Linked DNA regions of Zea mays: region 2 is linked to region 1. The links are chromatin contacts, called in public Hi-C maps. All regions are on one chromosome and are shown on one strand. The core of a region is the stretch at or near the end of the contact, and the rest is flanking DNA. Distances in the headings are between cores, read along the strand shown.

What was found. A called contact is a pair of places that touch in the nucleus more often than the background predicts.
Region 2: a contact with region 1 is called in a Hi-C map of ear, with 2.7 times the contacts expected there. The contact joins the promoter of LOC100284095 here to the promoter of LOC100279880 in region 1. A contact is called at or near these places in 6 of 25 Hi-C or Micro-C datasets (bundle sheath, ear, endosperm and 3 more).

Annotation. Positions count from the first base shown.
Region 1 is chr9:18,310,312-18,313,011 of Zm-B73-REFERENCE-NAM-5.0, reverse strand. It overlaps LOC100279880 (alpha/beta-Hydrolases superfamily protein), which reads right to left and starts at 1,446. Exons shown (of 10, transcript NM_001152833.2): 1 at 1,098-1,446; 2 at 223-359; 3 at 1-117. The coding sequence starts at 1,431.
Region 2 is chr9:18,656,361-18,659,060 of Zm-B73-REFERENCE-NAM-5.0, reverse strand. LOC100284095 reads left to right here and starts at 1,305. Exons shown (of 5, transcript NR_182034.1): 1 at 1,305-1,863; 2 at 2,431-2,700. LOC100501793 reads left to right here. Exons shown (of 3, transcript XM_035962467.1): 2 at 1-265; 3 at 464-1,017. The coding sequence ends at 510. It overlaps TRNAP-UGG (transfer RNA proline (anticodon UGG)), which reads left to right and starts at 1,131; the gene lies at 1,131-1,202.

The DNA.
Region 1 (2,700 bases), core at 197-2,696:
TGCATCCTTAACTATATTATCTGCCCTGAAATGCTTCAGGTACTCCACCTGATTTGCAGGAGATTTAATTTGCGAAAGAGATGATGGAGTCAACGGTGTGGATAATCCTGTTCCCCGCTGAAAACAAGAAGGGTGTCAACACAGTCCAATCCAAGGGGAAGGGGAGAACAAGGACAGAGAGAACTCAGGATCTAACCAAGAAATTCGACCGTGCATTCTTACCTGATCTAGCAGGACAACGCGGTGGTCTTCACAAGCTTTCTTTAACCACCCACCTGCTTCCGTGGGACGGGGACTCTCAAATCCAGGCCCTCCTTGTAGGTACAATAAATAAGGCAGAGATATGTATTCTTTCCCAGCTGAAACAGTTCAAACATGAGGGTCATTGATATTTTTAATAACTACAGAAGCACTAAAGCACGTAGTGGTTCTAGCTCTCCCAATATGATAAGGGTCAATTCACATACATTTAGGAGGGTAATGAGCTCTAAATTTTACACTATAAAATTTAAGGACTGGATCAAATTAGGATCAGGCTCTATTATATTCATTTTTTGAAATAAAATTAATTAAGGACTCAAATGAATTGTGAAGAAACATTTGGATCGTGATCCATTACTTCAAGCCTAAGCGTCCAATATGATAGGGTCAATTCACATACATAGAAGACATACAAGCCTAAACCAGTAGATACCTCACATCAGTTAAATGTAAATTGTTGCACGAAGCGACTTCACCAAAATCTTTCTTACCTTTTACATTTGCAAGCTGCGACATCGTTTACACAATTATATTGGTGGTGACAAAGAACTAGTCAGTTCTCCAAACAAATTTGCTCCTAGTTTGCCAGAAACATATACCTAGAATTAAGCTAAGCAGGCTGGCCCGATGCAGTAGCACAGATGAGCCACTGCTAAGATTCTTGATTCATGTGATCATGTCCAAACCCAGTGGATTATGTCTGTACTTCCCAAATAACACACCTACACATCGTTCCAATTTCTTCCAGCGAAACATAACGTAACCAACGTAACACACCCACATTAACACTGCGCGGATCGCAATCGGGTGAGCGGAAGCTGGTAAGCGCGACCTACCGGCGACGACCTCGCGCGCGAAGACGGTGATGGTGTCCCCGCGCTCGGGACTGGAGTGGTCAAGCGGGACGGCGAACCGGTGGTCGCGGAGGCTGAGGCCCGGTACCGCGTACCACGCGTCAGCCTCGTGCTCCGTCCCCTGCGCCGCCGCTGACGACGACATGGCCGCGGCCGCTCTCCTCGGCACCGGGATCCGGCACGACGAGAACCGGAGGCCAACGGCGGCGGGGACGCGGAAAAAGGCCGGGTGGCGGCGAATCGGGAGCGCCCGGGCGGCGGGGACAGCTGTGGCGGTGGCGATGGCGGCGGCGCAACGGAGTCTCGCTGCGTCCATGCGGGGAGACCGTCGATCCGATATATAGCGGATGGGATTAGGCGGATGCCAGCATCGGAGGCAGCTTTAATTATTTGACTGACACTGACGTCATAACTCACACGAGTTTTCATGCCGAGCATTAAAGTCCGCATTTAGGGAGAACTTTTCACCAGCTTAATTAAAATTTAAAAGGTCTGCGAAACAAATTCTACATTTGAGAACAACTCAGAGCATGTACAACTCTTTAGATCTCAGCGAGGGATTGAAGTGATTAAATTCCTTTCTATCAAAATTTGACTAGTAAAGATTTAATCTCCTTCAATTCATTCCTAACTAAAAAGTCTTTACGATAGGTTCCAATAAAAAAAGTCATTTATACATCTCTCTATATATATTACTTCTTAGGTCAATGTTATAGCATACGGTCTATTAGTTGTCTTTTATACTTAAAAACCTGATTTTAAGTTTACGGTGTACATGCCCTTGTAAAACAAAGAGCAGCGGTGGAGGGGAAGGCATTAAGACATGAAATTTCCTGGCTTTCTGTAAGGAATCCCAAACCCTGCTAAAAAGACTCTAATTTTTAGTGAGTTCCATCTTCACCGTTCCGCCAAACTTAATAATTCGGAATGGAAATCCATGACAACACAGAACGGGAGAACCGACAGGACAGATTTAAGACAAATATAATAAATATATACAGGAACCGTAGCAGCGTCCGTCTTCAGAACGACTAGGCGTCAATCGGATGCTCTACAATGGCTCAAAAAATGAAATTGTTCAATGCTTATTAGACATGATTTGATAACTACATAATCACGTTAAGATCTAATTAAGGAAAACACTGGTATATAAGTTCTGTTGTATCGTTCTGAAACTTTGAAACCATAGAAAAATCTCGCTTTCAAAGAGAATATTTTTGAGATCCAGATACTCTAGGCTTCATATTAGGTACATATTACACCAGCTCGGATCGTCATGTTAACAAACTAATGATGGGAAAAATAATCACCTTGTATTGTTGTAACCTACAATATCCAGCACCGGCAGGTAGTGACTAATAGCAAATCGTTCAACGTTTGAATTTCCACCATCCAACCTTCAGTTGCAAGGTTATGCAAATCGTTCAACATTTCAAGGTTGTCTAGTAGCAAACAATTGCATCAGCAGTTAACACGAACAAAGGGACACACAGTTTTCTTTTCAAAAGTTAGACACAGTTTTTGAAGCACATGGTCATAATTCAGGGAACTTGTTAGTCAATCCATTTTCAAGATGTACATATCC
Region 2 (2,700 bases), core at 56-2,555, 350 kb before region 1:
GTGGTGCTGCAGCGGACGGTACGGTTCGTGCGGGCGGACAACTACGGCAACTTCCCGGACAACTGGGGCACGCTCCAGTTCCAGGGCCGCTCCGTCTTTGAGCTGAGAGCGGAGATGGCGCGTCGCTTAAACTATGCGCTCTTCTTCTTCCGCCTCCTGATGTGCGTCCGGGGCGGCCGCTACGGGCGCCTGACCCCGCTACTCATCGACCTGCCTCGCAACGAGGAGACCCTGGACATCATCGTCCTCTTCATCGGGACACAAGGTGATTGATCTTTGCAAAAAAAAAAAATTAAATAAATAAAAAAAATCAAGCGGTTGTACGGTGACAGAGGTTCAGTAGATCGTACTGATAGTTTGTTTGCTTGCTATTACTTGTCAGACAATGAGATTACTGACTGCTTCAAAAGTTGATTACCCATGCTACGCTGTGTCACTGCCTTATTTTCCCTTTTGAATTCAGTTGCTCAGGAATTGCGGTACCCGGTGGTAAACCCAAGAGGTGTATGAGGGCAGGACAGACAGACTCCTCTGACAAACCCCTTCACAATTCACCTCTTTAAGGTGCTGCTGCTCCAGAAACACCGGCATGAGAAGAATTGGCTCTCTTTTCATTCGTGTTCAAGATAGTTTCAGAAAATCCAGCAGCTTTGCGGTTTTCGATAGTTAGATCTTGTGCCTTTCTTCTGACACGAAACAGCTCGTGCTGGTCTTTCAGCTTCAGAACTTGCAACTTGCTGAATGTGATTTTTGCGAAGTGACATCGGGTCTCTAGTCACGAGCTTCATCCCTATACTCACCATGTACTGATAAGGAGAATGGACGTTGCTGTTTTACTTTGTACCTTTTGTCCGTGATAAGATCAAATGTAACAGTCAATAGTCAATGCATGCTGATCTTAGGTTTCAGTCAGGACCTGAAAACCATTGTAACAACCTGTATATGCTATTCTGCCGAAGCCTCCACATGATTTTGTTAGGACCTGAAAATTGCATCACTTGTGTGCTGATTGCTGAAGCTCTCCACATGATTTTGTTAACTGACAGCCCCATGGTATACTGTTACGTAAAAGCTTATCTGCAATATCAATTTTGTATAATTATAATCAAATTAAACTAATGAACACAACAGGGCGTTTGGTCTAGTGGTATGATTCTCGCTTTGGGTGCGAGAGGTCGCGAGTTCGATTCTCGCAACGCCCCTTTTAAATTTATATTTTTTGCTTCATTTAATTAAATATTTAAATCTATATTTTTGCGTTGTCCTCGCTTGGTTATACAATAAAAAAAAATCTTGCAAGAGGCCGCATGTGGACATGTCTACTCGGACCACTGCGTTTACCATTACCTACACGGCTACACCGTCGCCTAATTTGCCAACGCCCGCCGCCGTTCCGATGGAAACCGCCGCGCCGGCGCGCGTCCAAGCCCTCGCTGAGGCCGGCGTGTCCCGCCTCCCGGCGCAGTACATCCAGCCGCCTGAGCACCGACCAACCCCCTCGCCTTCTCCTATTGCCGCGGCGCTCTCCGTGCCGGTCGTCGACCTCTCAACCTCCACCGCCGACGACGCCGTCCGCGCCGCGTGCGCGGACTGGGGCGCCTTTCACGTGGTCGGCCACGGCGTGCCGGTGGATCTCCTCGACGCGGTGCGCGCGGCAGGGCTCGCCTTCTTCCGCGCGCCCATGGAGGACAAACTCCGGTTCGCCTGCGACCCGGCCAGGGGCGCCGCCTCGGAAGGGTACGGCAGCCGCATGCTCGCCAACGACGACTCCGTGCTCGACTGGCGCGACTACTTTGACCACCACACGCTCCCGGAGTCCCGCTGTGATCCCGCCCGCTGGCCCGACTTCGTCCCCGGTTACAGGTGATTCATGAAAATCCTCCATGTCTGTTCAGTTCAGTTCATCTCCGGATGAGTCACGAATTGCTACGAGTGCAGGTTTGTACATGCCAAAACCATACATGAATGATGAATGAGAGGGTAGAATTGATAAGCATAATACACGTACGGATTTTATGCTCAGATGTGGAGACACGTAGAAATTGGTTTGGGGAGCATTGAGCTGTCTTAATGAGATTCAGCCTATTCAGGTCATGTGGCACAGCCTAGAAGACCAACTAACCAAGAATTCTAAAGCACATAGGATGTTTAGTTTTCTGAATTCTGATTTTAATTTTTGATTTTCTATCCAAATATAGACTCTTTAGTGTGACACCCTTGCATTGGTTTCTTTGATAACATACTAGACAGGGATGACTGCTGAATATGTTATTATAGTCTGGAGAATCTAACTGTATGATCATTATGAAACCTATGAGTGATCATCTTACTAAGAACAAGATATTTAAGCATCATGTTTCCGTCTCTGTCCATATTCAGCATGTTACTTTTGCCTATAACACGGGAGATAACACCATGTACCTTTTACAGAGATACTATTGCAAAATACAGCAACAGCATGAAGGATCTTGCTCAAAAATTGTTGTGCATCATCTCAGAAAATCTGAGCCTACCACCATCTTATATACAAGAGGCGGTTGGAGAAGTTTTCCAGAACATTACTATTAGCTACTATTCTCCGTGTCCACAACCTGATCTTGCTCTTGGATTACAATCTCATTCTGATATGGGCGCAATAACACTTCTGATACAAGATGATGTTGGTGGGCTTGAAGTATTAAAGGATGGAATGTGGATACC